Regions from separate parts of the Rattus norvegicus genome. Here region 1 is linked to region 2. The links are chromatin contacts, called in public Hi-C maps. All regions are on one chromosome and are shown on one strand. The core of a region is the stretch at or near the end of the contact, and the rest is flanking DNA. Distances in the headings are between cores, read along the strand shown.

What was found. Hi-C and Micro-C count contacts between places; a contact is called where the count stands out from the background.
Region 1: a contact with region 2 is called in a Hi-C map of the Rat2 cell line, with 16 times the contacts expected there. The contact joins two enhancer-like sites. A contact is called at or near these places in 11 of 12 Hi-C or Micro-C datasets (the A7r5 cell line, the Rat2 cell line, Schwann cells and 7 more).

What each region holds. Positions count from the first base shown.
Region 1 is chr4:149,744,019-149,746,718 of GRCr8, reverse strand. The region is part of intron 7 of Tamm41 (TAM41 mitochondrial translocator assembly and maintenance homolog); the gene reads left to right. Among named protein-coding and RNA genes, the nearest start is that of Tamm41, 31 kb to the left of the region's middle. Within about 2 kb of position 1,343, at least 15 of the 93 cell types and tissues checked have an H3K27ac peak or open chromatin away from gene starts, as enhancers often do.
Region 2 is chr4:149,670,016-149,672,715 of GRCr8, reverse strand. It overlaps a transcript of Vgll4 not described here. Among named protein-coding and RNA genes, the nearest start is that of Vgll4, 11 kb to the right of the region's middle. Within about 2 kb of position 1,370, at least 5 of the 93 cell types and tissues checked have an H3K27ac peak or open chromatin away from gene starts, as enhancers often do.

The sequences.
Region 1 (2,700 bases), core at 94-2,593, 74 kb before region 2:
CCTGCAGCTCTGTGGGTCGTCTGGCCTTGCTCCTGGCCCCTCTGTAAATGGTGGTAGCTTGTGACATCTGTAACCAGCCCTACAGATGTGGGTCTTCTGACCTTGCTCCTGGCCCCTCTGTATATGGTGGTGGCTTGTGACATCTGTAACCAGCCCTACAGATTTCGTTGGGAGGCACGTTCCGTGCAGTGTGTTTGTGAGCAGCTCCACCCCTCTGTCCTCATAGCTTTGCAGTTTGTCAGATACACTCATACTCTAGTTTCTCTGGAAGTTTCTTCTTTAGCATCCAGTCTCCATCTCTCTTTGTTTGCTAGCAGAGCAGCAGGACTCTCATTAAGTTTCCTAGATCATCAGGGACTAGCGCCAGCAGGGTGCCCCTGAAGAAAGTCGTTTGCCACTGAGGATATCCAGTCTCTGCTAACAGAAGACCAGCAGAGCCAGCTGTCTTTGTCTATGCAGCAGCCCTTCACACAGCCTCTGCCTGGCTCAAGCCTGCTGGGGAAGTTTGAGCAAGCTAGTGTTAGTAGGTAGGAAATGAGAGTCAGCGACCAGCCTGGAAGATAGGCCAGAGACGCACAAAGATGGCCCCAAAGCTGCACTCAACGTTCAAGGAATGCTGAGCGTCTCAGAACAGAGGGAGGCCATTGAAGGATGCAGAGAGAGGAGGAGAGCTGTTGCCAGAGAGAGCAGCAGATAGGGCTGTAGCCAGCTAGCCAGCCAGCTAGCCCTGCAGCCCAAGCCCAGGCCAGGGCAGCACAGGCAAGGGAAGAGAGCCTGGAAATGGAGCGTCCGCGCCACATGAGCAGAAGAAGGCAGGAGGCAGGTGCAGCTCCCAGAGGCCATGGTGCCACCCTCTGAGGTGCTGGAGGCTGGGGGGTGCTGATGAGTCTAATTTTCCCCACCTGTCTTTACGGTCAATCAGAATTAACTCTGGGGGCAGATCCCTCTCCCAGCTTCAAAGGATTCAGCTGAATTAACAAGACACGTTTAGTCTTGTCCCTAAGAAATATCCCAGCATGCCTCACTGCTTCTCATCCCTTTCCTGAAACACAGTGGAGCCAATCGTTACTTTCATCTTACATCATCTTTCTGATGATGTGTTTGTCACCTAAGCTTACACATCCTCCCCCTCTCCCTCCCTCCTTCCTTCCTCTGTTCCACAGGGTCTCTGTAGCTGAGGCTGCTGTGAACTGGCTTTGGTCTCTGGGTTCTAAGACTGTAGGTGTCCACTGCCACACCCAGCTATGTCTAACCTTTCAAGTTAAGTTGTAGCTCTGCCTCAGTTGAGCCTTTCCCTGTGGACAGGTCAAGTGGAGGCTCACTGCAAGTGTTTGGAGGCTTACAGACTTTGTTCTCATAGGTGTGGAAATAGAGTAGTGGCAGGCTCTACCTTAGACTGTGTGCTGGAGAAGTTCACCCCCTTCTTCTTGATACTTTTTCTTTCTGAATTGAATATATGGTCTAGATGGGGTTTTTTTTCCCTCCTTTCTCCTGTCTTCCCCCTTCTATGCTAAGCACATAACATACTCAGAGCTCCAGCAGCTCCTAGACCCGAGGCCTGTTTGATGTGGTTGGTAATACAGACAACTCCTGCCCTGGGGTGCCACTCCGGCTTCTCCACAGAGCCTTCATGGGGCTTTCCGCTTCTGAGTCGGGTCCACCCACTTGTCCCTGGCGCTTCACAGCCTTTGCTGTCCTTTGAAGAACGCCTCATTTCAATTTTATGAAATTGTTGGCTGAAACTTTTGGCGAAATTATTGTTCTTAACCTTGTGCAAACCTCAGCTCTTGTGAAAACCTGAAGGGATTGAGAGCGTTCAGAATGGTGTGGCTATGGTCAGAGCCCATGGAAATCTAACCTCAGGCCCCTCTGCATGGACGTGCACATAAACAGTCATTTCCCAGTGTTCTTTGCGGTGCAGTCCCCTGCTGCAGTCTTTCTGACCGCTGAAGGAGGGAGTGCACTCAGTCAAGAGAGGCTTCTAATGCTCTAGGCAGCTGAAGTGGCCCAAGGCCACTCAGCCACGATCAGTATTTACCTGACCATCTCAGAGCAGCTTGTCACTCAGCTATGGGGAGAGGAGTCAGCCGTGACTCAGCAGCCTGGGCTTGCCGTGCTGAGTCTTGCATGTGTGACTGCTTGGCTTCTGCTTGGTCTTCTAGTCTGTTCCGCTGGAATTTGAAACAGCACCTTATGTAATGATCTTCCAGCCTTAGTACCCAGGTGGGTGAGTCTGACCAGAGTCATTGGTTCAGGGAGAAAATTAAGAGGGGTGGAAGCAGTGAAAACTCGGAGTTTCTCAACGAGATGTCAGGCGAGAGCACACATCCAGACACATCTGCTAATGATTTTGGGAGCCTTACCTTTTTCCCCATCACTGCCTGCAGTAGCCACAGATTCCAAGCAGGTGAGGCAGCTTCCAAGTACCAGAGCAGCTTAAAAGATCCCTCCCTGGAATGAATCCTCCCACCTTGTCATCATGTTCACCAAGCCACAGCCAGGAGCACGCACTTCCAATCCAGAGCACAGATCACGGTGCACAGCTCAAAGAGAAAAAGGCTTCAGTTCCTCAGGCCATACCCTAAAGCACCAACTGGACCTCACCTTCAACACAAGGAAGTCAGATCCCTAACAACATCCATGGACAGGGCTGGAGAACACTAACACCCCACTTATCCCTTGGTATGTGTTTCCCATAAG
Region 2 (2,700 bases), core at 121-2,620:
ATAAACAAAAACAGCTTCACAGAAGGACCCACTGAGATGGAGGCATGCAGACACCTGCATGGTTATTCCAGAATTTGAAACTAGTGTGAACAGTTGCGGGGGGGGGGGGGGGGGGAGGCGAATTGAGGCCGAGGGAAGTGACTTGAGAGTAACAGGCAGGAGTAGAGAGCAGGGCGCCTGGCATTGTGGGGTTAGCACTGTGTGGGCAGCACTTGGGGGCAGACAGCATGTCCGAGACCCCAGCTTGCTCCCTGGGAGATAAAACCTCAGGGTTAGATGCCCTGAAACACTGGTGGCATCAAGGGAGAATGGCTAGCCAGAGGTTATCTTCCTTTTCTAGGATGGAGGGAAGAGGTAACATCCCTGAGCTCACATCCTCATAGGATCCGTTCCTTCCCACCTCCAGCATTGGGCCTCTGGGGCTATCTTTGTGTTTTCAGTAACTTCTTGTGGTTTTTATTTTATTAAAAGATTTATTTGTTTATCATATATGTGTGTGTGTGTGTGTGTGTGTGTGTGTGTATGTATGTATGTATTCTGTCTTCATGCACACCAGAAGAGGAAATCAAATCCTATTATAGATTGTGAGTCACAGTGTGGTTGCTGGGAATTGAACTCAGGACATGTGGAAGAGTAGTCAGTGCTCTTAACCTCTGAGCCATCTCTCCAGCCCCCTCTTGTGCCTTTTTTATTGAGATGAGGTTTCTGTATGTAGTCCAGGCTGTCTGTGTGGCTCCCACCAGCTCTGGGTTCTCACTCAGTAATGCTTGCTAACTAGTCAGTCAGCACTCACCCAGCTTCTTGTGGGATGACTGTGAATTAGCACGCTCGCTTCATTGATGAGTCTCTCCATTTGCAAAAACTTGCTCCTCAACCCTGCTTTACAAGTCTGGTAAGGTCTTGGACAGATGCCATTTTATTTATGAAATCCACACCCAAGTCCCTGCACAAAGTGGGCCTTCTCCCTCCCTGGCCCTTTACTGTGTGTTTGAAGTTCTTGTAACATGGGCTTTGAATTCTTTCTGTCCAAACCCTAAAAGCTTCTAGGCCAGTGAGGTGGGTATTTTTTTTTTCTCTACAGTGCTGGGCAGAAATCCCTCTGCTGATCTAGAGTCCCAGCCTGCATGGAGGCAGTGTCTCTCTGTCCACAGGTCCTAGTTCTGTGATGTCCTCCCTGCCATGCTTCGGGCCACCAAAATCAGCACACTGTACCTGAAAACAGGAAAATTGACCGTGCCCTGGGCTTTTCATGTGCACCTTGATCCTGTCCAGGGTGAGTTTGTGACTGAGCCCTGCTGGCAGGGTCAGGTGCGTGTGCTGTGATCTTGCTGCTGGGACTGAGCGACCTCCTGTCTAACAGAAGACACTCTAGGACTCTAGGTGTTTGATTTGGAATTCTTTAAGATATTTTCATGTACATGGCAGGCTGTTGCACATTTCATGAGTGTACATTGGCTGTCTTGCTCACTGCGGGCTCACTTTCTCATTCAGCATTAAATGTGCATTCACAAGGGGAAACTGAGGACACGAGTTTTCTCTTTGATGAAGAGTCCTTGGCCATACGCCAGGCCAATAAAGTGAAAGGCCCAGACCGAATTCCTGTGTTCTTGTTCTCTGCGGCTTTCCTGGCGTATTAAACTGGCAGCCGGTTTTTGTTTTTATTTTTGTCTTAATTAGTCATGCTACTGAAAGCAGGCGCGCAGCCGTGATCTGCCGAGGGTGTGGAAGGGAGCTCCTGGTTCAGTGATTGGAGGGAAATGGTTGCTGTATGTATCAGCCTTTCCTGGGAGGACACAGGGTGGGGGAGGGTAGCCCCCTCTTTGGTGTTTCCAGAGCCAAGCTAGAAGCTGTTACCTAGGGCTTTGGGGGCAGCTGTGTCTAGATTTGGTGGCTTGGTTACTGCTTTGGGGAGGGGATGCTCCATGCCTGCCCACACAGGCTGAACTTTCTCTTCTCCCATACTTACCACATGCTTTACTGAAGAGAGTGTGGGAGGAAGCATTTTTGGGGGTGTAATGTGAATTGAGAGTATTGGGGTCATCCTTTTTTCTGGCAGTGGGTAGAATGGGAGTGTCTATATAGGAACACTGTAGCTGGAAGCCTTGAATAACCACTTCAGACAGAGTGGATGGCAGAACCATTCACAAGTAATAGGATTTTCCCTGAAACTTAGGTTAGTGAAGTTGTAGCCACTATGCCCCGGGACTGGCCTCATCCATATTGGTGTGCAACCAGTCCTTCATCACAGGTAGCCATGTCTCCCTTGGTGTGCTCCCCAGAGGGACACAGAACTTGCAGTTAACGGCAAACTATGACTGCAGTGCCATAGGTGAGAGCCAGCATTCTGTGTCTGTTATGGTCCACACTACTCTCTTGGCCTGTCTCTGTTTTTCTCTCTGTCTTTCTTAGTTTGTGGAAGGCAGAATGTTACTGTGCTTCTGTAGTAAGGAAACCAGTGTAACCCGGCAGAAGGTGGCAGTCACTGCTGCCATGTGAGCCTGTGTTCTGTGTCAGGATTACATGTGGGAGCCAGTGGGGATGAGAGGCTCAGGGGAAGGAGGAGCTTGCAGAACTCAGGTTTTAGACGGGTACAGGTAGGGTGGCAATGGAAGGGAACCTATACTCCAGTCTTCAAGGGACTTTCAGAGGACTAGAGAGAGGAGGGGAGGCTGGGCCAGGAAGGGAATGGTATCTTTCATG